Linked DNA regions of Mus musculus: regions 1 and 2 are each linked to region 3. A link is a contact called in public Micro-C and promoter capture Hi-C data. All regions are on one chromosome and are shown on one strand. Each heading gives the region's core, a stretch centred on a gene start, on an enhancer-like site or on the middle of the called end of the contact. The rest is flanking DNA. Distances are from core to core; before and after follow the strand shown.

What was found. Promoter capture Hi-C pulls out the DNA fragments that hold promoters and counts their contacts. A called contact is a pair of places that touch in the nucleus more often than the background predicts.
Region 1: a contact with region 3 is called in a promoter capture Hi-C map of liver, with 6 times the contacts expected there. The contact joins the promoter of 5930430L01Rik here to the enhancer-like site in region 3. A contact is called at or near these places in 14 of 39 promoter capture datasets (the 3T3-L1 cell line, 3T3-L1-derived adipocytes, the HPC-7 cell line and 10 more), 1 of 15 datasets of contacts at CTCF or cohesin (the NIH/3T3 cell line), 3 of 484 Hi-C or Micro-C datasets (bone marrow-derived macrophages and uterus), 10 of 115 datasets of contacts at active chromatin or transcription factors (the NIH/3T3 cell line, craniofacial prominence, double positive thymocytes and 7 more) and 1 of 9 other capture datasets (liver).
Region 2: a Micro-C map of muscle stem cells shows a contact between it and region 3, with 8 times the contacts expected there. The contact joins the promoter of Katnal1 here to the enhancer-like site in region 3. A contact is called at or near these places in 9 of 39 promoter capture datasets (the 3T3-L1 cell line, 3T3-L1-derived adipocytes, the HPC-7 cell line and 6 more), 3 of 484 Hi-C or Micro-C datasets (bone marrow-derived macrophages, muscle stem cells and nephron progenitors), 7 of 115 datasets of contacts at active chromatin or transcription factors (the SCID.adh cell line, astrocytes, bone marrow-derived macrophages and 4 more) and 1 of 9 other capture datasets (macrophages).

The regions. Positions count from the first base shown.
Region 1 is chr5:148,993,204-148,997,091 of GRCm38.p6, reverse strand. 5930430L01Rik (RIKEN cDNA 5930430L01 gene) reads left to right here and starts at 1,877. Exons shown (of 2, transcript NR_102384.1): 1 at 1,877-1,974; 2 at 3,568-3,888. It overlaps Gm15411 (a long non-coding RNA gene), which reads left to right. Exons shown (of 5, transcript XR_868721.2): 4 at 1-771.
Region 2 is chr5:148,927,220-148,930,917 of GRCm38.p6, reverse strand. Katnal1 (katanin p60 subunit A-like 1) reads left to right here and starts at 2,271. Exons shown (of 11, transcript NM_153572.2): 1 at 2,271-2,392. Gm36446 (a long non-coding RNA gene) reads right to left here and starts at 2,106. Exons shown (of 2, transcript XR_377236.1): 1 at 2,015-2,106; 2 at 1,296-1,785.
Region 3 is chr5:149,374,161-149,378,098 of GRCm38.p6, reverse strand. It overlaps a transcript of Medag not described here. Among named protein-coding and RNA genes, the nearest start is that of Gm38753, 8.6 kb to the right of the region's middle. Within about 2 kb of position 2,063, at least 94 of the 459 cell types and tissues checked have an H3K27ac peak or open chromatin away from gene starts, as enhancers often do. A contact at or near this core is called in the HPC-7 cell line, the SCID.adh cell line, double positive thymocytes and 2 more, where this site is marked.

The DNA.
Region 1 (3,888 bases), core at 628-3,127, 380 kb after region 3:
ACTTGAAGGGTCCCTAAGAAACGAGGTCGCACCTGAGCCTTCCAGCAAAGGTTGAATTCTTGTTCTCCCATGTGTTTCAGTTACCTTTCTGTTGCTATGGTAAAAATACCATAAGCAAGGCACCTTAGAGAAGGAAAAACAAAACATATTTGGGCTTCAGATTCAAGAGTCCAATAGAAGGGGGCAGAGCCCCAGGGGCAGGAGCAAGAAGCTGTGCGCTCACATCTGGAGGCACAGCACAAAGCAGACAAAGTGAGCTGCAAACGGCAGCGTGGAGTCTTTAAATCCTCCAAGCCCCTTCAGAGTGACACACTTACCCCATCCAGGCAGTACCTCCTGAACTCCAAAAGCACCATGACAAATCCATGAGCTTGTCGGGGGTGGGGGTGGGGTGGGATAGGGGGGGGAGGGGGCGGCATTCTTGTTCAAACCACCACACCGTGAGTCAGCTGGCACATCCGTGAGTCTTTCGAGCCAGTAGAGCAGGGCCCTTGGCAATGCCAGGAGAACAGAAAGGGGCCTCTCAGACTGCACTAGCTACTTCAGTCTGGGCCAGGCCAGGCCAGGCTGGGCCCTGGAGATCTCTGAAGTAAAACCCCAAGAAGGCAGGCTTGCTCTGTCTGTCTGTCTGTCTGTCTGCCTGTCTGTCTCTGGTTGTTACTCCTGCTATCGAGGCTCCTGCAGTAACAGCTAGCAGGCTGTGGAATGAATTCACCACTGAGAACTTCTTGGCCTGGGCTGGAGAAAGGGTCGCCTCAAAGGAAGAGACAGGTATGGGGACCTCCCTCAGCAGTCCCACCTGGGGAGGGCATCTGTCCTACTCAGTTGTGTGGTTTTTTTTCCCTCTCTGCCCATCTCTTGTAATTGTCAACAAGGAGAAAGCTAAACATTGCAGGGCTCCCTTTGCAGGGACGTTGGACAGTTCTAAGACGCACACAGTAAAGATATCTTGGTGGGGGGAAAGGCCCTCTGGAGGCTAATCTGCATATATTTTCATTCATATGCATGCATATAATGTCTCCTATGAAGCTTCTTCCAGACGCTGAAAATAAAAATTCAACTGTTAATATTTTACAAATTAAAGGCAGGAGGAGCCACAAAAGACCTTTTCATTTGCAGTTTAAATTTAAAACTAACCATAGAGCCTTTTTCTTTTCCCTTCCTTCTTCCCTCTCTTCCTCTCTCTGGGTTTAATCCTAAGAGCTTTAATACATGGAAGCCAAACACTCTTACTATTGTATTAGAACCTTAATACTGGGTGGGGGATAGATTGTAGGGTGGCGTTGGGGGGTGGGGGAGACGAGGACGACGACGACACAGGTTCTCATAGTGTATCCCAGGCTGGCCAGGAACTTGCTATGTAAACTAGGTTGGCTTCAAGATCACAAATTTCTATGTGCCTCTGCTTCCAGGAGTGCTGGGATTAAAAGTATATGCCTCCAAGTTCTATTATTGTACACTTTTTATAAACGTAAAAAGAACCTATTCGAGGCCTTTTCAGGGAGAAAGAAGAGAAAGGCGTGGTAAAAATCGCCTGTTGCACGGTAGTTTTATCTTTTTGCCCCAAAAGAACTAGTACAGTTTGGCAAGGTTGGGCTTTGCCTTTTGCCAAGATGCTTTTTTCTAAAGAGAAAACGAACTCTCACTTTGGAAAACAGCAAGTCCTGTTTGTTTTCTGTTCCTTTAGAAGTCAGCCCCGGAGCGGCTGGCTGGCAGCGGCGAGCACAGCTCTCTGGCGTTGTGTAACCGCCAGGCAATCACGTTGCACCCACCGCTTCCACAGGCTTGTAACTGCAATAATAAGCAGGAGCTTATTCAAAGAGGAGAAACCATCCCAGCCGGCTCCAAGTCACGTGTCCAGGTCACGTGGCCTGCCAGACAGCGAAGGCGGCTGGCAATCATTAACTAATGCTTTCTCCCAGGGAGAAAAATGCTGGCTTTAAGGAGGCCCGGACGTCAGAATTGCAATAGAAGGTATCCGGGGTGGGCGGGTGACTTTATTCTCGCTAAGTGCTTTCTAGAGGAGATGGCGGAGCCGGCAAACAGAGCCCCTCGCCCCCTGCTTTCTCTAGAACTTGCAGCCTTGCGCGGCACCTCCTGCTTTTGCAGCCCTGGGTAGCTAGGGCCACAGCATCAGCAGCCTAGGAGCCAGTGCGCCGCCCCAGCGCTGCTGGGACCTCAGAGAAGTTCTTGGTTAAAACTTAAGCGGAGAGCCAGGTTTCTGTGCCTTAAGAAATTGGTGCCAAGGGTTCCCGGAGACGATGAGAGGGAGGAGGCACGTCAGCCTGTGGGAGCTCTGGCGGAGTTTTCATGACACCTAAGTCTTGTGATTGATGAGACCGACCAGGCAGGCAGGCCTGGCAGGCGGTTTCCTTGCTCAGCCTTTGAATTTAGACATTTCTTTCTCCTTCTCTAGGCTGGGTACTGTTCCTGGGTGCTTCTAAAATCTGTGACGTAGAATTGAGTTTGATGTTAGCGTAGAAGTGAAAATAGCGAGTGGGATGGAAAGTGACCAAGCTTTGTTGGAGGGAGTGGGTACAGCACAGAGAAAGGGACTTAGGGAATAAACAAAGGAAGAAGCCCGCGCTTTTAAAACCTCAAATTTCCACTTTTCACATTGTGCAAACAGACCTTTCCCCAGTCACTGCGTAATGAAGATTCAGTCTTATGCAGATGAATCTCTGTGAGTCTGAGGCCAGCCCTGTTCATACAGCAAATTCCAGGACAGCCAGGGCTACATAGTGAGAGCCAACTCAAAAATAAATAAAAAGATGACCGGAGGTATCCGGTTACCTCTATAGCCCACCAGTTTTAAATCTACTTAGTTTACTCAATGGTTCTCCGATCCCATGAGAATACTTTTGCAACAATGCTCTAATCCCTTTTCCTTTGGGTTTGTACTCAGTAAGGAGACTTAATTATAAAAATTGATTATTCTTGAGTTCTATTTGTTGTTCCATACATGCAGTAAAATGCCATGTTTCTTAAATTCCCCAAAAGTCCGAGATGCATCTTACAAGAATGGGCTTTAATTCAATCTGTTGTCTTAGACTGATTTTAATAAAGTCATCTTAGTATGCTTTCAATTGCTTGGATAAAACACCATGACCAAAACCTACTTGTGAAGAGAGTTTGTTTCAGTTTACAGCTCTGGTCACATTATCACTGAGGGAAGTCATGTCAGGAACCTGAAGACAGGAAGCAGAGGCCATGGAGGGATGTTTCTGACGGCTTGCTCCCATGGCTTGCTCAGCCTGCTTTCTTATATCGCCTGGACCTACCTGCCTAGGAGTGACGCTGCCCACAGTGGGCTGTACCCTTCCACTTCAGTTACTAATCAAGGAAATCCCCTAAAAGGCCTGCTGATAGGCCAGTCTGATGGGGGCATTTTCTCAACTGAGCTTCCCTTATTCCAGATGACCTGAGCTGTGTCAACCTTGATGTAACAACTGGCCAGTGCACCCAAACCACTGTAGGATTCTAAGATAGTATTGAAATATTGTGGCTTTAATTGCTGATACTGGGTGGGCAAAACTGAGGTCATGATTTTATTTTATTTTATTCTAGATAAGAGTCTCATGTGATCCAGGCTGATCTCTCTGTAACTCCCAATGCTCTTCCCTCTATTTCCCAAACTCTGGGTTCATGGGCACGCATCCTTGCATCCTTGTACCTGGCCAATGTCTCATCTTAGCTGCCATTTCCCTATTATTGAGGGAATGAAAGAGGATGAAAGGAAGATTCTAGTGAAAAGAGAATATGCCATGGAAATGTGATCCAATATTTTGTATTCCTTCAGTGAGTTGAAGCATAAAAAAAAAACAAAAACAAAAACAACAACAAAAAAATCTAGAAAGCCAAAGCCTGGCGTGAAGGAAATAGAGGCCA
Region 2 (3,698 bases), core at 1,022-3,521, 450 kb after region 3:
AGGACTCTGAGCTAGAAGTGACCCTGAGGCTGTGTCCCCCATGGACAGTACAGGCTTAGAGAGGACTAGGCCTCCCCACAGAGGTGAGCAGAAGGCTCGAACCAATTGGAAGGAGATCTCTGTGATGGGGAGACTCTGACAATGAAATAGCTTGCTTTTTCAACTTTTTTTTCTCTGCCCCACCTTTTGAGACAGTCTCACCTTGTAGCCCAGGTTGACCCCCAATTAGAGGTAAGTGTCCCGCCTTACTGAACCTCCCAGGTTCTGAGATTACAGGTGTGAGCCACTACCCCTGCCCCATCATGATTTATCTGTTCTTTTCTTCCTTGGTCTCTCGCACATCCCAAGCTGGCCTTTAATTCTTTAGGTAGCTGAGGTTGGTTCTGAACATTTAATCCTTGTGCTTTCATTCTCCTGAATGCTGGGTTGCAGAGCTGTGCAGCCAATCTACCTGGGTGTACCCTGTATGTGGTATAGGGGATCAAACCCATGGCTTTATGCATGCCAGGTAAGCGCTCTAACAAATAAGTTACACAGTCCTAATTTAGTTCTTTTGTTTCTTTTGTTTTGTTTTCAAAACAGGGTTTCTTTGTATAACAAGAACTGGCTGTCTTGGGACTCAATTTGTAGACCAGTCTGGCTGCTGCCTCCCAACTGCCAGGAATAAAGGCACTGACACAGTGCCCACCTTCCCTAATTTAATTTCCTAAGGCATCACACTACTTTTGAAGTATATTTACACACAACAAAATGTACAAATCATAACTGTTCTATTCCATGAGTTCTGACAGCTACAGACACTTCCCTGACCTAAACCTTTAGCGAAATATAGCACTTTTTTTTTTTTTCCCCTGAGACAGGGTTTCTCTGTGTAGCCCTGGCTGTCCTGGAACTCACTCTGTAGACCAGGCTGGCCTCGAACTCAGAAATCCGCCTGCCTCTGCCTCCCAAGTGCTGGGATGAAAGGTGTGAGCCACCCCTGTCCGGCGATATAGCACTTTTTAATCGGTACAGGACAATTTCCCCATCGGCCAATCCACCTTCAACTGCTAGTCAAATATTTTGACCTTTTTTTTTTTTTTTTTTTTTTTTTTTTTTTGGTTTTTCGAGACAGGGTTTCTCTGTATAGCCCTGGCTGTCCTGGAACTCACTTTGTAGACCAGGCTGGCCTCGAACTCAGAGATCCACCTGCCTCTGCCTCCCGAGTGCTGGGATTAAAGGCATGCGCCACCACGCCCGGCTTATATTTTGACTTTTATCACGATTGGATTAACTAGTATCTGAAAGCTACCGTGTGAGGTGCCAGACTTTTATTCTGTTTTATCATAAAAGTTTCTCTCAGGAACAGAGATAGTTCCATTTTGCAGACTAAAACGTTCAGAGCAGGTAGGTAAGGTGCCTCGGGTCATCGGCTACCAACCAGTTAGCCAAGGAGCTGTGTTAGAAGGCCAGGTTGTTAATCCAGGCCCATAGTACACTGAAGAGTGCACAAACCTCTGCATAAGACCCATTATAGCTTCGAATTCAATAGGTGGGGAGCAGTGCCATTTACGAGTTCCAGAGTCCAGAATCCTCCTGTAGGCTGTGTGCACACGCTATCTAAGCAATGGCTCGTTCTCACTCCACTCCCTGGAGGATGGCGGGAGGGGGCTGCGAGCAGCCTCCAATCCACAGAGCTGGCTCAGCAAGGTCGCCTCCTTAGAAGCCGCTCTCTGTCGCTGCACACGTCCCGCCCCGATGCCGGCCGGTGCAGCACGCCCCACCTAGGGTCTCGGGTTCCTCATCCTGTGGGGTGAGGGCTCCGTGTTCGCCACACTCGCCTCTGAGCATCCTTCCCTACTGCCCCCTTTCCCAACGCTGACTCAGCCCCACGCCCTCTCCGCAGCACTGCCGCAGCTGCCATGGCAACCGTGAGCCACCGCCTCTTCGCGCCGGCCGCGAACTAACGGACTCCGGGCGGGCGGCGGCTAACGGCGCCCCGCCTCGCCCCTCCCCGTTCCTTGACAGCCCTGACCTGCAGGATCTAAGTGGTGAGCCCGAGGGGCCGGGCTTGACAGGGAGAGCCGGGTTGCGGAGCCCAGGCGGGCAGCCCCAGTCCGCAAGACCTCGGCCGCCGGCAACAGGCCGCTCCCCCGGAGGAGAAGCGGGAGAGCCACGCAGAATGTAGCACCAGTCGCAGGGTATCATGGGTCTTGTAGTTCGGTGGCTCATCAGGCTCGCCGCCTTGGCTGGGTGATTCGGGCCGAGAACTACAAAGCCCAGCGGTCCGGAGCGCGGCGACAGACTGATAAATTGGGAGCTACTCAGATGGTGTTAAAGTGACTCTTTGTCTGCAGGGGGCTCCGGGGTGGTCGCTGGATTGGGCGCTGTGCGTCGGGCGGGGGTAGCGCAGGTGAGCCTCATTGCTGCGCTCCAGCCCCGCAGCCTCTGCACTCGCGGCCCCGCTCCATCGCCACCGCGCGGGGCCTGGGCCTCCTAGGGTGCTGCCTCTTGGTGCAGAACCGTATGTATGGCGCAAGGTCGATGCGAGACCCGACAAAGCCTTCACTAAAAGGCCTTTGCCTTTCCCTGTGAATCTCTAGGTATTTCTGCTTATTTTTCAAGTACCTCAGAGCTTTTGGCATATAAAATCCATTCATTAGCGTGTGTTCAGAGGACAGTAATATTTAAAAGGACAAGTGTGAAAGCTGATGAAGGATATTACTGTTATTTGGTGATGTCTGAATACATATACATATATATATGTTGCATGTTAGCTATTGAGGTTGAATGTCATGGAGTAATTAATGCCCCCTTCCGGCTCCACTCTTCACTTACTACCTAAATGTTGCCCACACATATTTTGGTTCTTTGAAGACTAGTTAAACTTTCAATGGCTAGTTAATTTTTGCCTTTTTCTGGAGAGTGTCTTTAGCATTTGTTTCTTTTTTCCCCAAGCACTTCCTAGAACGCACACACGAAGCTGATGGGTCTGGAGTATTTTGGGGAGGTCATAAATAACGAACTTGGTTTTATTGACTGATGAGATTTCTTAGTGGGTTTTGATGTGCTGCGATCTCACACACTTGTCTATTTCATTAAGCTTTGTTTGGTCTTTCACTCCCTTGGAAGTTTCTGTTGCTAGCTCTCCTTCATTTCTGACTTTCTCCTCTAGCCAACTTTACTAGAAATGTATTTTATTGAACTTTCTGAACAATCTCCTTTTGACTACACTGAAGTGTTCTGTATTCTGTTTCTATTTTTTAAAAATACCTGATTGATTTATGCACATTTTTCTTTGTTTTAGAGACCAGGCTTCACTGTGTAGTTTTGGCTAGCTAGAACTCACTGTGTAAACCAGGCTGTCCTGGAGCTCACCTGTCTGTCTCAGGATGCTGATATTAAGCATGGCTCAGGATGATTTCCTCTTTTTATTATGTGTAGTGAGAATTTTGGTGTTTTTTTTAAACATGGAATTTACATAGAAATATAAAAATTGTTTTTGTTTTAATCCCAGGTTTGGGATATTGGGCTGCTTCAGATTGTCCACAGCGGTTGACTGCGATTTGCCTCATGCTGTACAAGGGATGTGATTTTTGCCAACAGCCAGATAGTTTCCGTGACTGTGTGATGTTTGGAATTCTGGGGACTTTTCAGAGGGCATATAAATGCTAAGACTCCAAGAGGTGGGGTTGGTTCTTGATCACCACTTGTTAAGT
Region 3 (3,938 bases), core at 814-3,313:
AGGGGCTGGAGAGATGGCTCAGTGGTTAAGAGCACTGACTGCTCTTCCAGAGGTCCTGAATTCAATTCCCAGCAACCACATGGTGGCTCACAGCCGTCTGTAATAGGATCCTATGCCCTCTTCTGGTGTGTCTGAAGACAGCGACAGTGCACTCATATACATTAAATTAATTAATTAATTAATTAATTAAATGCTTTACAAAGAATATAAGCCTGTAACATCATGAGACACTGCTGCCAGGTGCCAATCTCTCAAACACGCTCCTTTCTATTAAGGGAAATTCTAAGCCCTGGCAGGCGCCGTGATAGGGCATCATAGCACAGCGACAAGCTTTTGCATCGAAGGGTCGGTCTGATTCTCGCCCTTATTTTATGTCTTCATAGGAAAAAAAAAAAGTCAAATCAAGTCTATTTCTTCTTTTCCTTCTGGGGGGGAAGTCAGAAGTACTCATCAGGTGTGGAGATACAAACTTGCTTCTTCCCACTGACAACCCCCAACCCCCACTCCCAACACTGAGGGAAGTGTTCACTTCCGCCTAATGAGAGATCCAGAGCAGGAGGGGAGTGTGGTGTGGAGGATAAAGCCCAATCTACTGTTTATTCTGGCGCTAATCACAAGTGGTTTACAGAAAAATGCCCTCATTTGCTTCCAGCAGCTCCAGCCTCTCAGCCATGTGAAAGCTGTCTTCAGAGTCAATTGCCTGTCATTTTACTGATTTATGTTGAACAACGGCAAGGACCCCTCGAGGTATTCGTAGCTGGCTTGATGATTCACAGCGTATAAAGTGACACTGGGCAGTGTGCTTTGGTTCAAATTCCATCAAGATGGAATTTAAATTCCCTCCACTGTGTGTTCGCTGGGGAAATGCTTTGATGAGCAGGACCATTGAGCCTTAAAAGAAGGAGCAAGAGCAACCTGGGCTTCTTCAAATGGTGGCAGAGGCTGAGCCACATCTTCTTTTAGCCCTGGGATGTAAAAATGATACTCGAAGTGTTTAAAACAGCCATCATAGATGAGTTTCCCCAAGGAACGCCGATGAATGACAAAGGACAAAACCCATCCTGTAAGGTCGAAGGACCTGGGGATTCCCCTACTTGTTCAGATTCCTGCTTGTCAATGAACAGTATCTGATTTCCTTGGAACCTTCTAACAGGAAATTCCCTTTAAAAATGTAACTCTTGAAGGAATGGCCTGCTCAATTATTAACCCATTATAATGATTGTCTTCACTTCGGTGTTTCAAATAGTACAGATTTGCTTCCATGCCAGTACCCACACCCCATCCCCTCCAACCCCCCACACACTCACTGTCTGTCCTGAAGCACTAGAAGCCTCCACGTCTTTAGGAGTTACTCTCCCTCTTGGGTCCCGAGAGTCCCCACATGCTAGAAGATTCTTCCATGCTTCTCCCAGGATTCCTGAGCTACAACCCTGAAAACAGACAAGATGGAAGTGGATGCTTGTTTGTTCATTCGTTTGTTTCTTTGTTCATTTTTAAGTCCCCCCTTAAATCAACAAGAAGTCACACAGATGATTTAAGGATAGCCAACTGCTTTCTCCTGCATTTCTCAGATAACAAATTCATACAATGTTTCAACTGAAGATAGACTTTGAGCTCTGACTCGGCCCACAAAGTGAGGAAACCGAGGCACAGGGACTTCCCGAGCTCAACTGAGCCCCGGGATCCTTAAGGATCCAGTCACAAGCCAGACTGAGCTGTCCAAATGAAGGCCGGTTCCAATCTCATCTTACCCACATCTCTAGCTTGGGGGTGGGGGGCGAGGGGGGGTGGGGTGGGGAGTTGGAGGGGGGTGGAGGGGAGGTGGGGACTGCTCAATCCGACCCGTTCATTACTTTTAATTCCTCTCTCAGGCTCCAGTTCCCCCGCCCCTTTTCCCTGTCCCCTGCCCTATTTAGGCGTTTCCAAACTGGCTATGGTCTTTGTGCTCCTGATTTTTTAACTCCTTGCCTTTGAGCTGGGGCAGCTAGATTGAACTAGAGTCCCGGTGCCCTTGATGTGTGCTGTCTTACCTCATCACGCCACTAGGTGGCAGTGTTTCAGAGCAGTCCTGAGCCCTGCAACGTGGCTCTGGGCTGGGCCCGGGTTCTTTCCAGCACAAACAACAGTGAGCTAGCAGGCAGAGCACATATTCGCTGTCGTGCTTGGGAAAAGATGAGCATTCAATATTATGGTAACGAGGAACAGAGGTCTGCAACCTGTCCGCGTGCTTTCAGAGCCTGCTTTATCCACAAGGCTGACATCTGCCGTCACCTTCACAAAGGAATCTCAAGTGGGGAAAGCTGTTTGGGAGGTGCCCTTGAAACGAATTACTGTCACCTTCTGCCCTCTTCGGTTTTTTTTTTTTTCAGCCCACCATTGGGCCCCGATTTCATCCACAAAAAAGCATCAAGCAAAGAAGAAGAAAGGCAATCCCTGGGGCATTATGTGTGTGCTGGACAGGATAGTAATGGTGCAATCCTTCTAATGGCTTTGGTCACTGCAGGATGCTAGCTATTAGAAGGAGCCGTTTTAAGGGAGGAGGAGGGAATGGGGGGACGGTAGGGATATCTGCTGATTACAGTGCGGTCAGGAACAGAAAGTCCATTTAAAGGAACACAGGCATAAAGCTGGACAAAGGGGCGTTGTTTGTGGGCTTAAGGTATATTTAGGGCTTACAGTGTAGCATCTGAATTATTCGTATAGCTCAAACTCTAAGTGCAATGTCTATGATGGGAGACCATTCCAAGAGCTACTTGGCTCCACCCCTTTGTTAGGAAGTCCCTCAGGGAACTATCAGGAATGTGCCCTGAAATCCTTTACCCATTTACATCAGGGTCAATGGAAGACAAGCCAGATGTTTTCCTTTCAAACAGGTGAGAGCCGGATCAAAACTGTGAGGGGCGTGTTTGATTGCCTCGGCTTCTGCTCCAGTCTCCCCATCCCAGCCTCCATGTAAGAGACAGTCCTCAAATCCCACTGGTGGGCCAATCCCTCTTGCTTTACCCTCATTCCTTACTCTGTACTTTGCAACCCCTTACTGGCCTGACACTAAAATGAAGAAACTCCAGTCTTTCCCCAAGTATGACCCATTAGGAAATGAATGAAGTTCTCTCCACTTAAGAAAGCTGGGGCTGGCCTTCCGGGGACTCAGAATGGAGATAAAATGGGGCTTCCCCTCCAGCCAGGCTCTGGCTCAACAGGTAGCAACTGTTGCTCTATGTGTGGATTTTATACCCCGGCTTAAGGAGAAGAAAGATGTCAGTTGCTTAGATACCAGTGCATCCTATCATCAAGCAAAACGTCTGTCTCCTGAACTGAGAGTGCATATAACCCTGAGGAGAGAGAATTCCCGAACACAAAGCGGGGAACACTGGATGCTCTGTGGTGGGATCGAAACCCACACATGGGTGATGCTGATGTGCAGAGAGAGGCACGTGAGGTTACAGAAGCCATCATAGGACGTCTGAATGTGAGACCTCGGAGAAAGAGAGTAGTTTTAGGCACGGGGAAGGCAGGAGTTGTCTGAAGGATGGCCTCATGACCAGGCACAGGGGACAAGAACATATGTAAGGCTATTTACAAAGAAAGCCAGCATGCTTGCCTGTGAAGAGCACGGGGAGTGGGGAGCTCCGTAAAGAAAGGGGGTGAGACAACCAGTAAAGATCTGATCTAAAGAAGAACTAACAACCCACTGAAGTGAGACAGGTCATATTCAGTGCATTTACCTAGGGTAAGGCAGGAAGAGCCCCGGCCCTGCCTCGAAGAGGAACAACCACACAGCCAGACTCCACGGAGATGAGTGAGTCACGCAGAACCTGCCGATTTTAGAAATGAGGTCAGCAGACCAGGAGGCAGCTGCTGTTGACAAGACAGGTCATTCAGTTCCAAGAATAAGGACCATGCTATACCCCAGGGCACCACGAGGGTAGCACCTGGTC